Regions from separate parts of the Mus musculus genome. Here region 1 is linked to region 2. The links are chromatin contacts, called in public targeted proximity ligation maps. All regions are on one chromosome and are shown on one strand. The core of a region is the stretch at or near the end of the contact, and the rest is flanking DNA. Distances in the headings are between cores, read along the strand shown.

The links.
Region 1: a targeted proximity ligation map of thymic regulatory T cells shows a contact between it and region 2, with 27 times the contacts expected there. A contact is called at or near these places in 1 of 39 promoter capture datasets (pre-B cells), 9 of 484 Hi-C or Micro-C datasets (CD4 T cells, CD8 T cells, double positive thymocytes and 3 more), 1 of 130 datasets of targeted methods (thymic regulatory T cells) and 2 of 9 other capture datasets (adipose tissue and liver).

What each region holds. Positions count from the first base shown.
Region 1 is chr19:43,749,919-43,756,364 of GRCm38.p6, forward strand. It overlaps Cutc (cutC copper transporter), which reads left to right and starts at 3,105. Exons shown (of 9, transcript NM_001113562.1): 1 at 3,105-3,302; 2 at 5,702-5,773. The coding sequence starts at 3,245. Cox15 (cytochrome c oxidase assembly protein 15) reads right to left here and starts at 3,082. Exons shown (of 9, transcript NM_144874.4): 1 at 2,904-3,082; 2 at 1,426-1,616. The coding sequence starts at 2,993.
Region 2 is chr19:23,684,944-23,691,420 of GRCm38.p6, forward strand. Ptar1 (protein prenyltransferase alpha subunit repeat containing 1) reads left to right here and starts at 2,457. Exons shown (of 7, transcript NM_028208.1): 1 at 2,457-2,602. The coding sequence starts at 2,517.

The DNA.
Region 1 (6,446 bases), core at 1,855-4,354, about 20 Mb after region 2:
CAGACACAAAAGCGTACACTTGTAATCCCAGTTCTGGGTAGGTAGAGATGAACAGACCCTTGGAACTCAATGGTCTATTGAGCAAGTTCAAGGTCAATGGCAGGCCTTGGTTCTGAGAGGGAGACGGAGACAGACCCAGGAATGAAGTCATCCTCTGACCTCTACATATGTGCAGACAGATATGGATGTGCACACACAAACTAAAAAGTATCTTCACCCAAAGGAATCCAGTTTTTTAAACTAAAGGCCAGTGCAAGAAACATACAAGATAAGCCTGGAAAACCTTATCAGATCAGAAAGCAAAGACACTTCCAAAGACCTTGTCAAAAGATGCTGGAACCTTTTTCAAGAGATTCCCACCAGTTAAGCTGGGAGATTTTAAGCAAACTATCAACACAATCCTCACAGTGTACTAAGATCTATCTAATGCGTTTAAATATATGCACTTCAGTGATCTGTTTGGTTTTATTTTATGTGCTTTAGTGTTTTGCCTGCATGTGTGTCTTCGTTACAGTGCCAGATCCCCTGGAGCTGGAGTTACAGACTGTTATGAGCTGTTGTGTGGCTGCTGGGAATTGAACCCAGGCCCTTTGGAAGAATAGCCAGTGCTCTTAACTGCTGACCCATCTCTCCAGCCCCAGTATATTATGCACTTTAAAATCCAAATCCTGTCCTTGTAACCTTTGGAGGATCTTGGCAACAGACTCATTATTTTGGAAATTAGTGAACAAAGAAAACCAGTATCCTCCTCCTGCCTTTCTCATAAAGACTATCTCCTGGGGTGATGACAACACAAACTACCATTTTGGAATTCTCACGAAATAATGGATTCAGGCAATAGTAATCAAGTCAGCTGAATAATGGATTCAGGCAATAGTAATCAAGTCAGCTGAAGTCCCCAACAGATCCCGGAGTGAATGCTGCATCACCTAGGCAATGTTCTGTCCCCTCATTCCCAATCTGAATCTAATAAACAACTACTCATTTAAAGGACAAAGGATATGTTAACCATCACCAGATAGTCCCTGGTTACTTTGGGTAACCACAGGACAAATGACTTGGTCTTGTACAATAATAACAGAGCTATAATAAATACATAAAAGTAAAAGATGTTAGAGGAAGGGAAAGCCTAAATCCATAAAGTCAGTTTATAGATATTAAGACAACCTAAGAGATACATGAAGCGGCTGTGATTTATGTATGATCTTAACACTGGAGAGGTAAAAATATATAGAAACAACGCCCAGCAACAGTTAAGACTGAAACTGGTCCTGATAATGAAACTCCTACTAATAAAAAGCCAACCTGTTCTAAGGCAGAGCAGGCTACCAGTTTCCCCATCTGTAATGGAGCGAGCTAGAGTAGATGAGGCCCAACGCTCCCTTTTTGGCTGATAACCTGATTCACCAAGAGTAAATGACTCACCTGGTCACTCCTCCCAGAATAACTGCTCCAGCCACTGTCCCACTGCACACCAGAAGCCATCGGCCCACCGCCCGCTCGGCTGCCCTCGAAGGAAGGGACACTGTCCCTTTTCCGGATTGCAGAGCCACTTCAGTGATGGTGCTGTACTGTCCTGGCCTCAGAGGACGCTGGCTGCCACAGCTGCTGCCACACTAAGGAGCAAGACAGAAAATCGTAACTGAAGAATCTGCTACCAACACTTATCCTCAATTTAACTGGAGTAAAGCCCCTGTAAGGCTGCATTTCACAGCTACCGCTCTGGTTAATCACCGACTCTCATCTGCACTACTGAGCCCTTTCTTACTGGGTTCTCAGTCTCTAAATGTGCTATTCCCTCCCACACACTTCCATTTATACTACCCACTGGAGATCGGGGCTGGCATCGTTATGCCCCAGACTTTCCTGGATCTTACAACAGGTTACTGTCACAGCACAAAGTACCTTCCCTACCACAAGCCTTAACACACAGTCATGTATCAGGTGATCTGTCCCTATGCCCCACTAAGCTGGGAGCTCTTCCTCTTGCTCCCTTTGTAGTACTGGGTCCTTACACAGCAAGACCTAATACATATTTGGTACTCGAACTAACAATTGAATGAACTGACTCCTCAAGGGCAGGCACTATGTGGGCATATTTTTTTTTCCAGGAACATAACAAACTCTAGAATTCTCTGGTTTCTCTTCACACCATAAAGATCTTTCACCTTTTACTACTGATTATCAGAGAAGAGAATACATGTCTTCTTTTGAGTCTAACACTAAGAGCAAAAATATGTTGGCCGGGCGGTAGTAGCGCACACCTTTAGTCCCAGCACTCGGGAGGCAGAGGCAGGTGGATTTCTAAGTTCAAGGCCAGCCTGGTCTACAAAGTGAGTTCCAGGACAGCCAGGGCTACACAGAGAAACCCTGTCTCGAAAAACCAAAAAAAAAAAAAAAAAAAAAAAAGTATGTTCAGTTTCCTACTTCTAAGTAACTGGGTATCTTAGACAAGCAACTTAAAGTAAGTCTCAATTTCCTTCACTGTGGAATGGGGCTACATAGGAGTTCCTGACTGCCTGGTGGCTTTTAGCAAAAACCAAATGTGCAAATAAATGCATAAATAAATAAAATAAAAAGAAAAGAAAAATTACTGAGCCTTTATCACGTGCTAAGGGTTTGATGTATATTTAAAATTTTAATCCTTACAAACACCTTGTGTAACAGGTCGTTCTCCCATTCTACAGAAAAGGAAATTGAAACTTAAAAGCTAAGTAAATTGGTCAGTCATACACAGCAGTGGGTAATATTTCCGGATCCGCATTCAGGGAGGTGTCGGGACACAAGGAAATATGTCCTGAAATGAGAAGGCGAGCCGGACTTGCAGGGCGGTCCGTTTACTTTATCCTGGCCTTTTTTATCCCAGCCCGGCTTCCGTGATCCGAGCCAGCAGGAGTGGGTACCTGTGTTCTGGACGCCACCCTAGGGACCAGGAGCCCGACATTGCGGCTCCCCGTCAAGGCCCTCAGGGACGGAAGGAGCAACCGTTGCATGCTGACAGTACAGCGCCACTGCCGGAGCGCCCCAGCGAGCTGCGGTCCGCTTCTCCGCTCCCGAAAGAACAAGCACTTCCGGGTCAGGCGTCGTGCGCGCCCCCTCGCGCTAGGTTGGCCACTGCGCGTGCACGCACGACTCCCTGGGAGGCTGCCGGGCACGGGCGTCGGGGACGCGCCTCCTCCGTCGCTCGCGCGGCCGCGGGGACTCAGTGGAAACCGAAGGCGAGCGAGGGAGGAACGCGGGAAGCATGAAGAAAGGGGCTTCTTGCGAGCGGAAACAGGCGTGGATATCGTCGGGGAAGGCGGGTGCGGAAGGTGGCGGGGCAGGGGGGCGGTCGGCCGGTGGACCCCGGGGTGGGTCCCGGCTTGCCAGGCTTTCCCGCGGTCGAGTTTCTCAGTGCTCCGGAGTCCCGGGCAGTCACGCAGTCCCTCAGCTGCTCCTGGATCCCCGCCAGTCTCGCAAGTGCCCTCAGCGTCCCGCCGCCCCTAGGGCCACAAGAGGGCACCATACCACCTCCCTGTCTCTGTGGTAGATAATAAAAGTGTGGTGACAGCTCTACAACCTAGAGCTGCCACCGAGGGTGGCGAGTGGGATCCGTTCCCACAGCCATTGCGTAACAGATGACTGGTTGCTTCCTGCGGGAGATATGCCTATTAATATGTCAAGACAAATAACTTTTATGAAGGATAAATATCCCTAAACAAAACAGCAAAAGGGGCAATGCTCTGTATTTTGCAAATCTCTTTTAATATCTCACTTGATGGAAGGTAGTTGGATTCTCATACCTGTCTCAGCGTGTTTAAGTGTTCTAAAGCTGCAGTCCGCTCCCAAGAGGCAAATACAGACACAGACTCCCCAAAGCCATCTGGAGTCTCTAACTTTGAGCACTACTGCTTCAAATGTCTTTTTTGATCCCTACTTTTTGCTTTTTGCTCAGGCTCCTGTTGCAACAGTTTGTAGACATTCCCATACTTTTGTATGGAGCTCCTGATACTCCTTCAGCATCTTCAGCCCCACTGGTGGGGCTGTTACCAGATTTGTGGAGTTACTGTATTGTTGTTTACGACCATTGGTTAATGTTTGAATCCTAATCTATGGGACTGATAGTCTTTTATTAAATCAATGACTATTGCAACTTATTAGGAGGTGACAGATTTTTGTTTGTTTCTCCAAGTAATCTTTCATCATAAAAGCAATATCAGGTAGAAGAAGTCAAGCAATATAGAAAGGTAAAAATAATTCCAAATTCATTGCCCAGGAGTAACCACTATTAGAATGTGGTGACTGTTCTCGCAGAGATCAATACATGAAGCATGAATTAAACACTTTAAAAGTGTGTTGGTAATTATTGTGTGGGGGTGGGTACATGTGCCATAGTAAGTGTGTGGAGGTCTGAGGACAGCTTTGTCGAGTTAATTCTCTCCTTCCAACTTTAAATACATTCAGGGAATGAGCTCAGGTTGTCAGACTTGCACAGTAAGTAGCTTTACCCATTGAGCCATTTTCTAGGCTCCAACATTTAAAACTGATAACTAAAAGTGAGTTATATGGGCTGAAGAGATGGCTCAGCGGTTAAGAGCACTGACTGCTCTTCAATTGAACCTGAGTTCAATTCCCAGCAACTACATGGTGGCTCACAACCATCAGTAATGGGATCTGATGCCCTCTTCTAGTGTGGGTCTGAAGACAGCTGCAGTGTATTCATATAAATAAAAATTAAATAAATCTTTTTTAAAAATGAGTTATACATTTAACTTGCAGGAAAACCCCAAAGCTGCTAACACCACACTTTTTATTATCAACATATGAATCTGTAATTCAGATTTTACTGTATATTTGACTTGTTAGCATGGTAGGACCGACCTTTGCTTTCTGAGAGGTGACTATAAAGAATCCTTATAATGACCTTATTAAGGAACTTCACGTCAACTATAACGACCAGATGTTTATCTCATAAATAAGAGGTGAAACTAGGGGTTTAGTGAGAAATATATAAACTCAAGTTATTGGAGTTCAAAAGAAGTAGATAAAAGTTTCTACTTTGGGAGGAAAAAAAAAAAACGTGGAAATGTGACTTGGTATGGTCCTTGGAAAAGTTTAGCATTCGAAGATTAAACTAGAAGGGTTTTGTCAACTGAGATAGTATAATCATTGGCAAAAATGGAGACTGAAGGGAATGAGTCATAAAGAGGAAACCCTGTATCTTAATGGGTTTGAATGCTTAGTATGAGAGCCTTTATGTAAGTTATCTCAGTGTTCAGTACCCTGAGGTAGGAACTGAAGCCCACTCTTGTTTTATAGAAAATGTAAGTAACTTGTCTGGGATCACACAGGGAATAAAGTAGTGGGACCAGGGTTTGAAATCCAATTCTCGTTTTTTATAACGCCTGGCATTGAGAAACACTCTGAGAGTCTGAGCTGGGATACACGGGGATGAGGTCTCTGTGTTAGGGAGATTAGTGTCCCATTTACTGTGTAGTAAAGATGGTTTCAGTTTGGTTTCTTATGTGTGTGTCTGTATATCTATTTCATGGTCTAGAGATGTCAATTTTAATGAATGACATTTTACCACATAGATGGGCCTTAGTGCATCAATTTATTATTCTATTGCACATGTGAATTCAGGCAGCAAAATTATGAAGTATTTATGGGAGATTTGTATTAATTGCTAGTTCCTTCAAGAATGTCTGTTCATATATTTTAGGAGCAGGAAATGGATTTCTTATGGAAGTGTGTGTAGATTCGGTGGAGTCCGCTGTGAATGCAGAAAGAGGAGGTAAGGAAAACTAGATGATACATGATGGCTGGCAACCTTTTGAGAGTCTGAAAATGAATCCTATGAACTGACCTCAAAAGCTTTGCACGTGGGAGGCTACAGCAGAAGTGCCACTATGAGTTCCATGTGAGTTATTGAGACTCCATTAAAAAAATTTAAAAAGCCTTGTCATCTCTCCAATAGCAACAGTCCTTTCAGAAACAACTAACTAGAAAACCTACTGAAGAGCTTGGTGTGGTGGTGCGTGCTTACAGTCCCAGCATGGTCTAATCTGTCTAATCTCCCCATTCCCCAAGCAGGCCACATTTCAAGTCAAGTGTCTATAATCCTGCTAACTCATTAACATGATTATTTTATTGCACTTGACACAAATTTAAAAGTTTGAAAGAGTTTAAAGATCTCTTAGGGGTCTGAGCATAAGAGTTTAGTTTGGCTCCCAGTTTGAAGCACTGAAGGCATGGCAGCAGAGCGTGGTGAGACAGCTGTGTCTGTGTCTTACATTGTGTCTGTAGTCAGGAAACAGAAATGGATGCTGGTGCTCAGTTGGCTTCCTCTCTGTTTTTGGTTTGGAACTCCAGCCTATGAAATAGTGCTACCCACATACAATGTGAATCTTTACTTCTCAGTGAAACTTCTCTGGAAACTCCCTCAAAGATGCACTCAAGAGATGTGT
Region 2 (6,477 bases), core at 1,207-3,706:
GTCCAGGGACTTGGCCCAGCTGGTGAATGCTGCCTGGTTGATGGCTCAGTGTCAGAGAGATCTCAGGGGTCCAGATTAGTTGAGACTGCTGGTCTTCCTATGGGGTTGCCCTCCTCCTCAGCTTCTTCCAGTTTTTTTTTCTAATTCATCTACAGGGGTCCCTGGCTTCTGTCCATTGCTTGGGTATAAGTATCTGCATCTGACTCAGATGCTTGGGCAGCCTCTCAGAAGGCCATGGTAGACTCCTCTCTGTAAGCACGCCAGAGCATCATTAATAGTGTCAGGCCTTGGAGCCTCCCCTTGAGCTGACTCCCAATTTGGGCCTGTCACTGGACCTCCTGTCCCTCAGGCTCTTGTCCATTTTTGTCCCTGCAGTTCTTTTAGACAGGAACAATTCTGGGTCGGAGATTTTGACTGTGGGATGGCAACCCCATCCCTCACATGATGCCCTTTCTTTCTGCTGGAGGTAGGCTCTATAGGTTCCCTCTCCCCAGTGTAGGGCATTTCATCTAAGGTCCCTCCCTTTAGTCCTGAGAGTCTCTCACCTCCCAGGTCTCTGGCACATTCTAGAGGGTCCCCCCACCTCTTATTTCCCAAGGTTGTCTGTTTCCATTCTTTTGGCTGGGCCTCAGGGCTTCAGTCCTGTCCCCACCTCCAATACCTGATCATGTCCCCCTTTTCCCTCCCTGTCCCTTATCCCACCCAGGTTCCTCCCTCCCTCTGCCACTTACCCCCAAGTCCCCATGATTGCTTTCTTCTCCCTCCCAAGTGGGATTATGGCATCCTCACTTGGGCCCTTTGGCTTGTTAACCTTCTTGAGTTCTGTAGATTGTATTCTGGGTATTCTATATGTTTTTTGGCTAATAACCACTTATTAGTGAGTATATACCATGCATATCCTTCTGGGCCTGAGTTACCTCACTCAGAATGATATTTTGTAGTTCCATCCATTTGCCTGCAAACCTCATAATGTCCTTGTTCTTAATAGTTGAGTTGTACTCCATTGTGTAAATGAACATTTTCTGTATCCATTCTTCCATTGTGGGACATCTGGGTTGTTTCCAGCTTCTGGCTCTCACAAATAAGGCTGCTATGAACATAGTGGAGCATGTGCCCCTGTGGCATGGTGGGGCATCTTTTGGGTATATGCCCAAGAGTGGTATAGCTGGGTCTTTAGGTAGACCTATTTCCAATTTTCCGAGGAACCTCCAGTAGCATATTACTTTTTAAAAAAATGTAAAAGATGTGTGTGCGTGTATGTTCCCACAGAAGCCAGAAGAGGATGTTGGATCATCTGGAGCTGGGGTTACAGGTGGTTGTGGTTGCTAAAAACAAGTGTACTTCATTGCTAAGCCATCTCTCCAGCCCCTGGTATCACTCTTCGACAGGACTCTTGAACTTGCTCTTGGTCTAGGGATGCAACACACCCCATTTGTCTCACTGCTTCTCCCAGAGCTTGTCAGAGTCTTTTAGGGTCTTAATCAGGTCTGTTTTGCTTTCCACAAGTTTGTAGACTGTCTCTTGTTTCTTCACCAGGATCAGGACCAACCACAGTTTGCTTTTCAGAGATCCAAGTTTCAAATAGCCCAGCCAAAGATAACCTTGAATGTCACCTCCTGTTTTTACCTCCCAAGATCACAGCCACGCACTACCTTGCCAGGGCCAAAAACCAAAAATTAAAAAGATACAGACTTCAAGCATCAGAGAAGGAGGAAGAGGAGGAGGAGGACGGGGAGGAGGAGGAGGAGGAGGAGGGAGAGGAGGAGGAGGAGGAGGAGGAGGAGGAGGAGGAGACACCATCACCAGTTAGAGGCAGTCAGAACTTTGTACTTAGAAGGGACAAATAAACCTGATATATAAAAATAAAAATTTTAATTACAACACTTTTAAAATCCAAATGGAACAGAGCAATCTTATAATTTGTGGAGCAAGAGAGGTCAGGAACAATTGTCAAAGCCTTTATTTTATTTTATACTCCAAATTAACGTAGTGATCACGAAATGTATCAAAAATGCTAAAAGTACAGAAGTACAGTGGGTTACTTTTGTTTTTAACCTTATCCCCGAGATCTGAAGGGTTCTTTCTCCTGTACTTTCTTTCCTTTGCTTACTACATTACAAGATCTAACTAAACGCGCTACTTTACACTTCATGCATAAAGTAGCACAGGCGTGCAAAAGGAGGTCAGCAACCCGCCTCCTCCCCGGGTGGGCCGGTGAAGCGGGCCTGGTGCAGCCATCCGGAGGTCCCTGGGTAAAGGCCACTCTGGGACACGGCTGCTCGGAGAAGTGCGGGGGAAGCCTCCTTCCTCCACGCCTAGTGAACCAAAACTCCACCAAAAGCCACCGAGCTCGAAGAGCCGGCCCAACCCAGCGGTGCTGCGGCCCTCCCTGACCCGGAAGTGCTCGGCGGCCTCGGCGAGAACGCGCCTGAGCCAGCGCGCGCGCGCGCCCCCGCGGAACTCCCGCCGGCGGCTGGGCTCTGCCGGAGGCGCGCCCGATCGCGGCGGCCGCCAACATGGCCGAGTCGAACGAGGAGGTGGCGGTGCTGGTGCAGAGGGTGGTGAAGGACATCACCAACGCCTTCCGAAGGAACCCGCACATGTGAGTGGCGCGCCCTGCGCCGCCGGGGTCGTCGGGGGCGGCTCGGGGCCGCGCTCTAGTCCACTCGCCGGGGCCGCTCGGGGCCCACGCGCGCTTCCGACAGGCGGAGCGCGGCTGGGACTGTCGCGCCGAGCCGGCTGGCCGTTACCAAGACGCGTGGCGGGGCAGTGCCGGGGAGCGACCTCCGAGAGCCACGTCGGAGCGTGGAGTTTTCTGCCCTGCGCGACGCGTCCCGGGAGTTGTGGCAACTCTTCTCCCCGCCGCCCTCCGCCGGGATGCGCTTGCCCCGCGGGCCACTACCGTGGGTCTCTGTGTCTTGGAGGCGACTCTCGGTTGCATCCAGTGCGTGGCTATAGAGGATTATCCACCCCATCATACTCCCTACAGCCCCCTTTCGGGTTAACTAAAGGTGATTGGAAGCTGCCTTTGACTTTTCGACTCGCTTGTCACAAAATTGCAAAGCGAGTCGGATGTAACAATTTTTGAAGGTGACCTGAGTGGATCTTATAAAGCTGTTGCAAACTGGATACTTTTTTTTTATTAGTAGCGCGTCCGAAGTTACAGACGAGCATCTTAAGGCATTCTTACCTAGCATTGTTGCCTTCTAAAAGTTCACTCCTGAACTGATACATATATTATCTCTTTCTCCTCCCTTTCCATTTTATTTGTTACTCTCTAGGAAGATACTCTTAAGATTGTATTTTTCTTTTCCTGATACTCTCCCTTTAACGAATGGAAAGGAAGCTACTAAAGAGTTACCTACATCAGTATACAAAAGAATAAGAAGCCAGAATGTAGCCCATTCCTGGGGAAACAAACATGAAGTCCGGTTTTGTATTATTTTCTCATTGGTTATACAATTTATTTTTAATATTTTAATTTTTTTTACTAAAACACATGAATTATTTTTACGCATTCTAGCCTCCTTAGCTTTTCCACTAAATGAAAGGCCAAACACTTTAATCAAGTGTTCTTTTCCTCCAAGATGATCTCAGAAAAGAATTTAGAAGTCCTCAGATGGCCTGCTTTCTTCTCTCAATTAAGGACTTAAAACTGTACTTCCTTCAAGACAAAAGACTACTGGCCTCTAAACATACCTGCCAGCCCCGACAGCCCCTAAGTCGTCCTCCTTTCCTCTTTTGACTGCTGACTTTTTTCCCCAATGAGTGTTTGGAGTGATTTCCTGGCAGTAGCCATAGTGGCTGCTGGGCCTTTTAAGGAATGCTTTGATGTCTTGTGTGTCTGTCTTTGAGGCCCTTTTTGAGAATTCCAGCTGCAGAGCAAGTAAAAGACACATCCTTTGGGGGGGGGGGGGAAGCTGGGCAAGTGAGAAGGTTCATTTTTTAATCACTGGTGTCATTTTCTAAAACATTGTAACAAAGGTTAGACATTTAATATCGTGATCACTCCAGTTTCTCATCTTTGAGGTGGACAAAAAATACTATATTTGGCGAAATTATGATTAGTTAGTTCTGGAGGTTGACCCAGTGGAATGTGGATCAGGTCTCTGTTTTTCTGGATCATCAAAAACTCCTAAAGGGCTTCAACTCCTCTCTCTTCATCATAATTTTATTCTGCGGTCTCACTAATATATACTCTGTCAACATAGAATTTATGGCTATTTGTAAGTATTTGGGTCATTTGAATTTATAAAGGTTTGAAAGAAGTGAAGGCTTGAGAGAAGTTGGGCACTTGAAGTAAGTTTCGTAAGCTGTAAACATTGAAATCGCTCAATTCATTGTTTAGTATTTGTCAGCAGCTGTATTTTAGTACATATTCCATACAGTAGGAGTATCTTCTATCCATCTTTTAAAATGTCTTTTGTGTTAGACTTTTCAGAAGTGCCAATATGTCTTTGCTTAATCTAGCCTTTTTAGACTCAAGAAGGCTGTATTTCTAGTTTTAAAAACAGATATTATCTACCTTTAAAGTTACTATCTAATAACAGTATTATAAAAGTTTTTCATTAATTACCTTTGTTTCCTGTCTTCTCCAAATTAAGATAGGTTGCCAATTTATTTGTTACCATCTACTCTCTTGAATATATTAACTTTGTTTCTGTAGAAATGTCTGCCTGAAGCAGCCAAAGGCTCTGTGCTATAGGAACATAGGAACGATGCTTCTGTCGGCTATGACTGAGTTCCCCCAGGCTCAAGGCTGTCTTGATCTTGAAAGGCCAATGAGCATTCAGAGCGCCAGTTAACCTAGGTCCCTCCACTCCTTGCCAGAACACTTTGCAAAGTGGAAAACATAACATAAATATTGTTCACATGGGTGACTGAGAATCCTTTTGGGTTCTCTGCAACTAGTGGCTTGACCCAGGAATATTTATTACCAGGAGGTATAGACTGTGCCTTAATGTGGAAGGCAGCTATCTACTGTATAACCTAATTAGGTCATCATGTTAATATTCTCTTATCCAGAAAATTGTTCTTTTTCAATTGAATGTTGTTTTAGTTAGGGCTTTACTGCTATGAACAGACACTGTGACCAAGGCAACTCTTATTATAAAGACCAACATTTAATTGGGGCTGGCTTACAGGTTCAGAGGTTCAGGCCATTATCATCAAAGTGGGAGAATGGCAGCATCCAGCAGACATGATCAGGAGAAGCTGAGAGTTCTATATCTTCATCTGAAGGCTGCTAGAAGACTGGCTTCCAGGCAGCTAGGATGAGGGTCTTAAGCCCATGCCTACAGTGACACACCCACTCCAAGGCCACACCTCCTAATAGTGCCACTCCCTGGACCAAGCATATACAAACCATCACAAATATCTACATTGATTTGAGGTGCATATTCACTATGTGAGACAAAAAGTACAAAATATAGTTTGTGCTGAAGCCAGATTTCTGGTGTGGTTAAATTGTGCATCTGCTATACTAGCCATATGTAGCTATTGGATACTTGGGACTGTTCTTAATGTGAATGAGAGTCGAACTTTTGATTTTTAAGCATAATTATATGAGAAGTAAGTACTATGTTGCCTGGTGTGGCTTTAGTGAAGACCTAAGACTTAACCTGCATGAACAGTAAATTAACCGTACAGTGTAGTTCCCAGTGACGATCCGTTAGCTGTCTATTGGAAGAGAAGGGAGGCTGGGTGTATCCCATGGGAGGCAGTGTTTAACATGAACACCGGAGCAGGTTCTTGACTCTCTGGCCTAATTGTTGCATTCATGTGTATAGCAAAAACAAAACAAAACAAAACAAAAAAACCCCACACATTTGACAGGCCAAATGCTCGTCTAGGGTTAGTCCTACCAGGAGCTGAGCATGTCCAGTAGCGCATAGTTGAGCAAAGGGCTCTATCCTTAATGCGATTTCAAACCGATCCACACATAACTGGTGAAAGTAGGCAGAAAGGTAAGGAAGACATCATGAATAGTGATACCCAGGAGACTTTATTTGACTTACAAGGCCAAGATAGTTCTTTCAGGGAAGCTAGCATTTGAATTGAGACACTTTTAATCCATAGGAGGGCTACTAAGTAAGGGCATAATAATGAAACACAGTTTAAAGTTGTCTGCAGATTGATGAATATGAAACTAAGAATATAATGGTCTTACACGTGTAGTTTACTCATTTAAATGATAGTATAGTTTTTAAAGTTTTTGTTTAGAATTTGAGTCCTAGATTTGAATCTTCATGTTTTATTTTTAGTCCAATATACTTAAGTAAGATTCTCTTATCTGTAAAATGGGGTGAAGATTTTTACTGTAGATTATTATTGCTCAGAGTAAATACAGACTGTGGCATACAATAAACAGCAATTTCTGTTTTTTCTAAATAATGTCAGTAATATAGTTTCAGCGGTATACAAAGTTATTTATCTTTAAAGTTAAAAATTATTTCAGAGACCTACTAGGTCTCGGAA